Regions from separate parts of the Zea mays genome. Here region 1 is linked to region 2. The links are chromatin contacts, called in public Hi-C maps. All regions are on one chromosome and are shown on one strand. The core of a region is the stretch at or near the end of the contact, and the rest is flanking DNA. Distances in the headings are between cores, read along the strand shown.

Region 1 (5,483 bases), core at 1,780-4,279, 210 kb before region 2:
CTGGCAGCCGTTGGGAGAAAGAGGGCAAAAACCGGTTGAACCGGTTTTCAAACCGGTTGAACCGGTTTCTACCAGGGGGATCCCGGTCCACTGGTCTACTCAGCCGGACACTGGACCGGTTTCAAAAACCGGCTGAGTAGGGTCAAAATTCGGCTCAACCGGTTTCAGAAAAATATCTGCTCCGACTTTTCTGACAGCTCTGACTGTCAGACAGGTCAGAGCAGAGGTGGCAGGATGAACAGTACCAAAACCGGTTGAACCGGTTTTGGGACCGGTTGAACCGGTTTTGGGGGCTGAAACCAAACTTTGAGAATTTTGAAGAGAACTTAGGTGGAGACTTTGTGGGAAGTGAAATTTGTTTTTCTCAAGAGCATTCATGATCTGGGAAAAATGATCTCAAGGAGTTTTTCAAAAGAATTGAACTTGGCTCGTTTCACAACTTACTTAACCGTCGCGGATCCCTCTTAATTGTACGGCGATTCCTATGACTCAAGAATTATAAACTTAGTACCGCCGACGATTCATAGCACTTGGAGCACGCCATTTGATGTGGAATTTTAAATCTGCTGTGCTTTATACTTTTACGCTCGTAGGATCTGTGCTTCTCCTGTCTGTAAAAATACTGTGTACACACTAGGAGCAAACTTGTTAGAATCTTAGTTTGTTTTGTCATTAATCACCAAAACCCTCAATTAGGGTTGATTGCACTTACACAACCAGGGCATGGCCAGCATGTGCAGCCAGCGCAACCGACCTTGAAGGGATGCGTGGAGGGTGCAACTGGTCGGGACGGGGTGCAGGGAGGTGTGAGCAGTCAGGGAGAGGTGTAGCCAAGGCGTGGCTGGCTGGCTGGAAGGTGCACAGAAAAGGAGTGTAGGATTATGGGGAGACTACACTACCGCAAAACAAAATTTTTGACACCATAAAACCAATATCTACTGATGTTATAGGTCACGGGATTAGCACTAGATGTGCAAGGCAACGGAAGCCATTTTGATGTAGACGAACTCATCGAGCATTGTCGTGTGGTTCGTCCTAGTGCTCCAGAAGCAGCCCTTTCGAGGTATCCACACGTGCAAGGAGGAAGCGCTACGCACCGGATTACTAGGTTTGCGACTGCGGCGTGGTGAGGACGAGAGGGGCATGACTGTTGGTATTCTGGTGGGCAAATTAGGTTAGCCCTAATCGCGTCTCCACCCCTCATTATATAGGTATTCTGATGGGCTTTTAACTCGGAGGCCCATCAACAACCTTAAACCCAGTCTAATTCGGATCTTATCGAATTAAGCTTCCATCCCCTTAAGTTTGTGACCTTATAGGTTCACGTACACTTATTTAGTCCGAGTACTCTTATTTAGCCCAATAATTGACAATGGCCTCTACCAAGACATGTCATCTCCTATGCACACGTGAAGATCATACAAATCATCACAACATTATGTACATGTTGTTCCCTTTATCTCACGATATTTAGTCTGGCTCTAATAAGCTAACCTCTCTTTCTAGATACTGTGATTTGGAGTCTTTTCATAGGTTAGCTCTTAAACTCTAGCACGTTCATGTATTTCTTGATCCAATCACTCGAGGGGCCCAGAGATATGCTCTCAAGAAGAGAGGGACAAATTCCATATTGACTGACCATGCATCATAGCATGCTTCATGACAAACCCAAAACTACTTTTATAACTATTACGAATGCAGAGAAGCTGTCCCAAACAATCCCTACAACTGGCATAGGACTTCTATGCTCCGAAGAGTGGATGAACGTGTGGACAGGGCACCGGGCGAGTAAATTTGGAGAAAACAAAATTTGCCTTTTAATATTAGGCATAGAATGGATGGCAAACCATACCCATTTCCATTTTTTTAGTTTCGGGAAATGTCATGAGAAAATAATCTATGTACGTCCTACATTGCAGTAGTGCTGCTTTAGACAAGCTGCAGCGTGCGTGTCTGCATCACATGTTTGTTAGCCACCCCTCTGAGCCTCTTGACTGATTGGAGATGGTTCTTTTATTTTTTTTCTTACACAGGGTTGTCATGGTTTGCTGCTCCGCCAGCTAGTTCGCGGTTCATTTGCGGTCGCAGCATAGACAGACGGATGGCCAGTTCTCTCCCATTTGGAGTCTACTGCAAGCCTGAATTGTGGCATTCGTGCATGCCCTTGGGCATCATAAACTGTAACTGCTGCTTCCAGCTGCCAGACTGAAACTTGAGGCGGCATGATCGAAGTGATTTGTCATTTGTCCCCTGGGTAGCGGCAGGTTGATGGACGCATGCATGCATGCATGATATAGGCCAAAAACTGCCGCTGTGTACTCGAAGCAGGCAACTGTACAATACAACCCTGTGTAACTTGTAAACTAGAGGACTTGTTTGGAAGAAACCCTGTGCAACCCTGTGTATTGTAGTACTAGTTTCACCGAAGGTGTTGTTTGGTAATGAGATATACAGCAGTACCTCCATGGGTGTGTGTTGTCTGTTCTCCAAAGAAATGCTGTACTGGTGCTAGAGAAAGTGTGGAACTGAAGCACAGTTTGCTTTAGAAATAGAGATGACGGCATGTCTCCTTCCATCACTCCAATGCAGTTGCGCTAGCAATCTGTGCCGTGCCATGGGCCATGGCAGGGGGAGTAGAGAGTAGAGACTAGGGACAGCAAGTAAGCAGGCTGCTGGAGGTGAGCCATGGTAGCTGCTGGCACTGGCATTGGGAGCGATGCTTGCCGATGCACGGTTGGGAGGGAGTGGGACGGGCTGCACTGCACCCGGCCGTGTCCCGCGGCTTTTGTGCTGCGGCGGTGCTCACTGCCTCGACAGACAAGCATGGCGCTTCCGCCCGGCCGTCTGGTGCTGAGCCCACCGTGGTCTCCTGGGCCACAGCAACATCTGAGGCCTCATTTGTTTCAAGCGCCTGCAACTCACGGTCACGGCACCCATCCATTTGCTCTCTCTCTCTCTCCATCCCTCCAGGATACGAACAAATGAGAGAGAGAACATGCGTACGGTACGGCATGAATGAATGAGAGAGAGAAGAAGGGGGAAGAGGTAGGGTGGCCCACTCCAGTAGGGCTCCGAGCGAAGAGGTAGTAGGGCCGGGTGTGTGTGGCCGCGTGGGGAAAAGGCAAACAACGCGGCCGCCTTTTGTGGGCCCACAGGCGTGGCGCCGGAGGGCCTCCCTTTAATTTCCGCGAGGATGGAGATGGATCCTTCCAAAGCCACGCATGTGATGGCCCACAACCACAACCCCGCTCCATTATCATCTTCCACATTCTACCGTACGTTCTCTTTCATGGAACAATACTCGCGAGTACTTTCGAACAAGAGATCTATCCCATCAGTAGCCTTATGCTCCCTCCGTTCATAAATGTAATGTATGACACCATTGATTTTTTAAAAAAACTTTGACCACTCATCTTATTCAAATAATAATAAATTATTATTTTTTATTTATTTTATCACTTAAGGAAGTTTATATTTTATTTAAAATTTTATATTTTTAAATAAATATTTTGAATAAGACGAGTGATCAAATTTTTTTTAAAAAAATCAACGATGTTATATATTTGTGAATGGAGGTAGTACTTCTTTTTCTTTTGTCACAAGTAGGATTGTCGTTAGCCCTAGCTACCTAGACGTTTTCGGTGGCAGCTAGTGGGTTCATGTGGGGGACGATGCATGCATGGATTGTTCTTCTCTCTCTCTTAAAGAGCTGATGTTGTCCAGGACTCTATGTTCTTGGCGGTGTGTTTGTGTGGGGGTTGGTTTTGCGAGGAGCATGTGTGGCCTCTTGGTGGTGGCCTGGTGGCGGTCATGTTATTTAAACAAACAACGACGACATCTTGAGCGCTTGGTCTTCTGCTTTGCCAATTAGGTTGCAAGCTGAGTTTTGCGCCGCGCGCAGGTTATTTGTTTGTTTTGTTTTTCTGTAGTTTCCTTTTTCGATTGCCTGGTTATGGCCTCCCGAGACACAGTCCTATATTTTCTTTTGCTATATCAACATGGGCAAAGTCTCATCCTATTTCAGAAGTCAAATCAAATGCGAACCATACACGTGTCAGGATCCAAATAACGCGCACAACGATTACACAAATAATATACCATTGCACAATGCTCGAATAAAACAGAGTATTTAACACTATTACAAAATAGTCTTATACATAACATTATGTAACGACACTTACGCAGAAACGAAAGTATGGGAAGTCGATAGAGAACATAGCCCTCCACAATCATCTGTCTGGAGGAGATTACAAGCCCAATCTTCATACTTGTCGAAGTCTTTGAACTCTTGAAGATCGGCTTCAGCAGCATCTTTTTCTTCAAATGAGCATGGGTTGCAATATGGCAACCTAGTGTTTGTGTGAAAGCAAGAGTGAGTACACACCATACTTAGCAAGTGCTCATTTTGGGTGAAGTGGATTAGTTTTTTGTGGGGTTAGGCTCTTAGCGGTTGTTTTTAATTCATCAAGTGTTTATTATTGGTACAAGCCAAACTTTAACATTATCCTGGGTTTATCAACCCATCAATCATATCCTCAACGAGGAACATCGTTACCAATATCATAACTAGTTTATAACAATAATATCTTTAATCAATGAGGCTTCCAAGGTCGTTCTTAGCCATGAGCATGGTTGATATACCAATTTTGATAAACCCTCTGTAGAGGTTGCACAATTTACCCATGAGTCGTAATTCCTTTGTCCAAGGATCATGACTCCCAATTGATCACTTTCAAGGTGACTTGGCAGGGTCTCACTATAAATCCTTTAGAAGGATTCCCCAAAGGTATAGTCGCCCATTAGGTTTCTCTAATTTGTAAGCACATGACTCCTCTCCAAGGGGGTGACTAACAAAAACCAAACGAATAAACCTTAGCACCCAGCATTGGCAGAGCGAGGAGTGGGCTCTAGACCCCATTGACGACACGATGATGAAGCAAACTACACCTTTAGTTCATCTAATTAATCAGCTTAGGGCGACCATTACCACCCACATGGCTGTACTGTTTTCTTGAGTGGTCACTCAACGAACCGGTCCTTACGGAGAAACACTCGAGATACCGCCTAAGCCTCCTTACGGTGAAGAACATGGGATACCGCCCAAGCCTCCATTCGGTGAAGTACTTAGGATACCGCCAAAGCCTCTAGGTTACTAGAAACCCATATCCGAAACATGGAACATCGTATCACAAAATGTATATCATCATATTCATTAATTAAGTTCAAGCGCTAGAATTTAAGCTAACATCACAACCCAAACCCATGGATAAACAAACACAAGGAAAATAGAAAACTAGTCATCTTTAGTTTGTTCATGTTGTGCGGGAAAGTAAGTTATCCAATGAAAGTAGGATATAATAGGCCAGAGGGCAGTTGCTCAGGTTCTTCATAGGTAGCTCCCTCGTGCTCTACGAACTGATCGTTATCTATGCGATTGCAAACGTACACTCAATACACTAGAATTTTTTTGGAAAACAAAGGAG
Region 2 (5,405 bases), core at 1,323-3,822:
AGTTGGGCAGTGTTCTGGTAGCAGTTTGGTATATTCAGTCGACATTAGACAAATTATTACTGTGTTACACAGTTTCAATCGTTTTGTGGGGATTCATTGAAATTGGGATCAAAGTCACGATGTTGTTCTCGAGAGATAAATTTTTAGTCGCTCCCATTCACCCCGCCTCCGTTCGCCTAGTCGGTCCTTCAGAAATAGGGTGTTTTGTTTTATCTATTAAGACATAATAGAGTACATGATTAGATTAGGATAGGTGGTCACATTATTAAGAGGGACCTATAAAGTTTAACTCTTGTTATTTAAGTGGCACTAGGTGGAATATTTGATTACATATGCATTAGACCTATTGAATGGAAAGCCTTTGAGCAAATATTTGTGAAAAGGCGAACTCATTTTCCACAAGTGTTGAAACATATTTAAAGTTGGCATATTTGCATAAGCTTACAAATTACAATGTTCACTTAGGCGACCCCAACTATCCAAGTTTAAAAAAAGGTTTGAAGCGAACCTCAAACCTTGGTATCTAGTCTAACATGGAGCGTTGGCTTAGTCCAGTGAGCAAAATTGTCTTTAGATTCTATGTGTGTTGCACTATACTTGCTTGGCCATAGGCTCGATGACCATTGGATATAGGGTATCGACCTATATGCTTGAGTAGACGTTAAGGTGAGTAACTGCTAGTTTCAACGAAAACTTGATACATCAACATAGGCATAAATGTCAAACTATTGAGGTTTAGTCTAATGGGGTCATTAGAGCCTCAAATGCCTCAGTCTATGTGCGCTGAGTTGCTCCAATGGTTCTTTAGCTTTGAGGTGTTATAAGTTGGTGGTGGTCATCTTGTTGTCAACTATCTTGCTTCTCTAATGAAACATACACCCTTTTAGCTTGTTCAAACACCTCCTACTTATCTCTTTGTCTAGTTATTCATGTGAGTTGAGATTTGGAGTGATTCTAGTGCATTTTCATTGAGTTCTTGCATCTAGTGGTGCTAGTAATCGACTGAAGCCTTCATGCTAGCTAAAGTATTCACCTATGAATCCATAAAAAATCACCAAAGTTGGCCTCAACATTAACTAAAGTATCCTTCTATAAAACCAAAAAATATCGAGCCTTCACACAAATAATAAAAAACTCCCTAAATTGTTATTGTAGTCCTTGACCTTAATGTTAAAACATCACACCAAGGCCTACAACCACAGATGTACGCCACTTCGCTTAGAGTGCTAGAGATATAGAGTGAAGAGAGTTGGGGCTTTACTGTGGTGATGAGGGAATCTCTGGTTTTACCCCCCCTTCCCTCATATATAGTCGTCAAAGCAACAATCCAACTTCTCTATGGGGGGAGAGAAACATTGTGCCTGAAGGTTCACTTATCAAAAGAAACAAAATGTTCTCACGGACTTCATGAACGCTAGTACTTAGCATAAGGTCCAAGTGTGGAAAAGGATCGATTGGGACACTAATGTAGAAGTTTAGGTGAAGCCCTTCATTGTGGATGCCACAACAAAAACCTAGTAGACCTTCATCAAGGCTCTTACAGGAGGGCCTTCACATAAGTCCTCCATTCTTCAGGGTGCCTTTAGGATAGGTCGACAGGCCAAGGGCTGCTAGAGGCCCACCAGGATGGTCAAAGATAATAGAAGAATCGAGCATAGAACACCAAAAAGTGCAACCATAGTGGTGTAAGTCATGAAGGCTAAGCCATATAGCTCAGTTGTGATATCCTGGTCCAAGGCTTAATAGGATTGATATAATACTCATACCAGCAAGGTGCATCTTCTTTTTCCGAAGCCAGTCTCAAAAGAACTTCTAGGTTAAGCGTGCTTGCCCCAAAGCAATCTTGGGATGATTGACCGACCGGGAAGTCTTCTCGGGTGCGCATGAGTAAGGACAAAGTGTGCACAAAATAATTGTATTGGTCTGTGGGGATGATATATGATCCTAGAGGGCTGTTAGGAGTAAGTACTACCGGTCCATGAGTGGCCGGAGTTTTACAAATGGTATCAAAGACGACTCTCATTGTTTCACATGCGTGTGTGGGCTAGGGGGTTTGGGCATATAGTGCATGCCGCATGTGGACACAGAGTGGTCACATGACATAGCATCTGACTACACTAGACATACAGATGTTGCCAAGAATGGAGGTTCCTAACTACACATGACATAGTTAAATATTTTTTCATATTAGCGAAAGATATTTTTCACGAGATTTATATAGTTTAGTTGGAATTTTTACGGTCTATTTGTAGGTTTTTATGTAAAAAAATCTTAGATACATTTTTTGAGATTTTAAAATCTTATGAAGCATTTAACAAAGAAAAAGAAAATCTAAAAAGAGTACAAAAACCACTGCCAGCCATAGTAGGGAAGTAACCTGAATATAATATAGGGTTTAAGGAGTTAGATGTCTGCTTTATTGTTTAGGAAGGAGCGAAAATCAGACCCCCGTACAAATAGTTTGAACAGCTAGAAAGAATCTTTTTTTTTCACTTGTATGATGCGGCATACGTACAGACGGTACGCTTCGTATTGGGCTGGTTCGTGGGCCGAGCAGGCCCATGGCTGGTCCATGGTTTCTCTTGTGTACTAGGAACTTGGTATTAAGTGGGTGTTTAGGATGACTCTAGTTCAAATTTCAGTGTGGTGCTGTAGTATATAATATTAATTTAATTATTTTTAAAAATATTTTAATCTAAATAGTAAAAAATAATTTATCTAAATGTTTCTAAAGACTTAAGCTTCAGCTCCACGATTTTCTGGAGCATCTAATGACCTACTCCACCAACTCTATCAAATTTTCTGAAGCTGGAGCTATCTGTTGCCATAATATCCACAATTATATAAAATATAGTGCAAAGCGAGCACTCGAACCATACCGCCTGCTACAAAAATTTAGAGCTAACTATCAGACCACATTTACTTTTATATGATATATAAAAATCGTAGTAAAACACGATCAACTGCTAGTATATGCATATGTACGCACGATGAGCTTTGTTGCGCATTCACAGTCGCTGTCAGCATGTTTCACCCGCTGCATACAATTGGAATAAACGAGCTTTCGCCGTGAAAGGGATGTGACACGTTAGGGCGACTAGGCGTGCATGCATGCATGAACACACAGAGAGAGAAAGACATTTATATTAAATTGTATGAAGCTGCATGGCAGGCATTCATCATTCTGGTCAGAACCCTTACTATTATTTAGGGCCCCTTTGGCAGGGCTCTGGCTTCTCCAAAAATGACTTTGGCTCTGACTCACGAGGTGAAGCCACTTCTTTAGATGAGCCAAAGCCGTTCTGAAAAATCATTTGGCAAAACGGCTTATAGGTTGTTTTTCAGAAAGACCCTATACTGGTCGATCTCTCCTGTACGTGGCTAGGGATTGAGGGTAGGACCAAAAAAAATAATTTAGGCTAGTGGGAGGGCTATTGTGCAAAAATGACGTGAGCTGAAGCCGGGTGAGCCACTTTTTTTGGCTCATGTCCTCTAGTTCATTTTGGAAAAGCACTTCACTGGTGAAGCCATTTGAAAAAGAGGTGTTTGGTACAACTTTTGCATGAGCCAGAGCCGAAGCTGAAAAATAAGCCCTACCAAAGGGTCCCTTACTCTCGTCCTGCTCTCTATAGCCTGTCCGTGCCGTGCCTGCTGCCTTGAGCCCTGCAAGATGGACAAACTGCTGCATCCGCACCGCATGCATGCACAACCGGCCGGTGTGAAGCGGATCAATGCATGCGCGCGTTCTCTCTAGCTAGGACTAGTAGGTACATATAAAATGAAATCATTGGCTGAAGCTGCATGCGGCACACATAGCATGCATGCAAATGAAACCTACGCGGGCATGCATGCATGTCGTCGTCGTTGACCTTGCATGCATCATTTCGATCGGGCCGGAACTCGGAAGCCATGCATGGATGCATGCCTGCGTGGTTCATTCGTCAACGTATACTACTACTGTGTCTGTGTTCCAGATCCATGTGCGCGCGACAAATTTGTCACACGCAAAAGCGACGTGCATATGTACGTGTGCGCGCGCAAAACACAAGCAAGCAAGGCTCATATCATGGCACGCTACTATATGCAAGCTTTATTGCTCATCTCTGCCAACAGACGTACGTACATGTGCATGGCGCATGCAAAGCAACGTCCTGAGTGACGATCGATGATGAACCCCTTTTTGTTTCCTAGCTAAGCTTCACAATTTGTAATAATCACAAAGCTACTATAGCTAAAAGAGAATTGAAGATAAAAGACAGGGAGAAAAAGTGAAAGTTAAAGGGGCACAAGCAGCGCCGTACGTGGAAATTTACCAACAAGCACCTAGCACAGCAGCCATGCACACATGCATTCGCGTGCTACGTAAGAATTCTTGCGTACATACTCAACTTTATAGTTTTAAAAAATATTATATATATATATATATATATATATATATATATATATATATATATATATATATATATATATATATATATATATATATATATATATATATATATATATATATATATATTCAGTGCCTTTGTGGGTGGAATGGCTTGTCAAATGCTGGCATAAGCTGGGCCTTGGGAACCATCTCCTTCCTCATCAGCTTTATCTCGCGCTCCTCCATCAGCTATATATTTTTATATATATTTATATGTATGAGCATTTCGATCAGCGGGGGAATAAACACTAGTAGAAAAGAGCTCATAGCCTGCGGCACTCATAAATTATCACTGGCGGTTTCAGTTATCGCGCGCCAGTAAAAAAAAACGAGGCGGGCCCGGCTTGGGAACCGCCAGTGGAAACCAATTTCCACTGGCAGTTATCTTAACACAACCTGTAACAGAACCGCCAGTGGAAATATGGCAGTTGTGTTAAGATAACCGCCAGTGGAAATAGATTTTCACTGGCGGTTTTTCAAGCCAACCGCCAGTGAACTGTCTGTTATAAATACCCCTCTTCTTCCCCCCGACAGTGAACTGTATGCTCGCAGCCAACTTCCATTGGAGGCGATTTTGGAGGTCCAGATTTCACAAAAATATAAGGGGGGAGGTTTTGGTCTTCATTTCTTGGAAGAAGGTGGATAAGAAAGGTTGGTTTATGTTTCTTTGTCAATTTTTGTTCATTCTTGCTCAATTTTAGCCACATTTTGGATCTAGGGTTTTACATGTGAGAGAGAAGAGTATAGCTAGGTTATTTTCTCTTTTTCCTCAAATGAGGTTGCTTAAGATGGTTAGTTTTTGTCTATTCCCTCTCCTTTTTCATGTTTAGTTCTCAAATAAGTTTATCCATAACACATATTTAGTTGCTTAATGAATGGTGAATGTGTTGTATGGAAGGTTGGTTTAATTATGTTTCAATTGTCAATTATTGTTCATTTTTGCTCAATTTTAACTACATTTTGAAACTAGGCTTTC

Evidence for each region. Hi-C and Micro-C count contacts between places; a contact is called where the count stands out from the background.
Region 1: a contact with region 2 is called in a Hi-C map of ear, with 4 times the contacts expected there. The contact joins two enhancer-like sites. A contact is called at or near these places in 5 of 25 Hi-C or Micro-C datasets (ear, endosperm, leaf and 1 more).

What each region holds. Positions count from the first base shown.
Region 1 is chr7:89,196,432-89,201,914 of Zm-B73-REFERENCE-NAM-5.0, reverse strand. It overlaps a transcript of LOC542662 not described here. Among protein-coding and RNA genes, the nearest start is that of LOC542662, 44 kb to the left of the region's middle. Within about 2 kb of position 3,029, at least 20 of the 20 cell types and tissues checked have an H3K27ac peak or open chromatin away from gene starts, as enhancers often do. A contact at or near this core is called in ear and leaf, where this site is marked.
Region 2 is chr7:88,985,393-88,990,797 of Zm-B73-REFERENCE-NAM-5.0, reverse strand. It overlaps the pseudogene LOC118473023. Among protein-coding and RNA genes, the nearest start is that of LOC100284580, 12 kb to the right of the region's middle. Within about 2 kb of position 2,572, at least 10 of the 20 cell types and tissues checked have an H3K27ac peak or open chromatin away from gene starts, as enhancers often do. A contact at or near this core is called in ear and leaf, where this site is marked.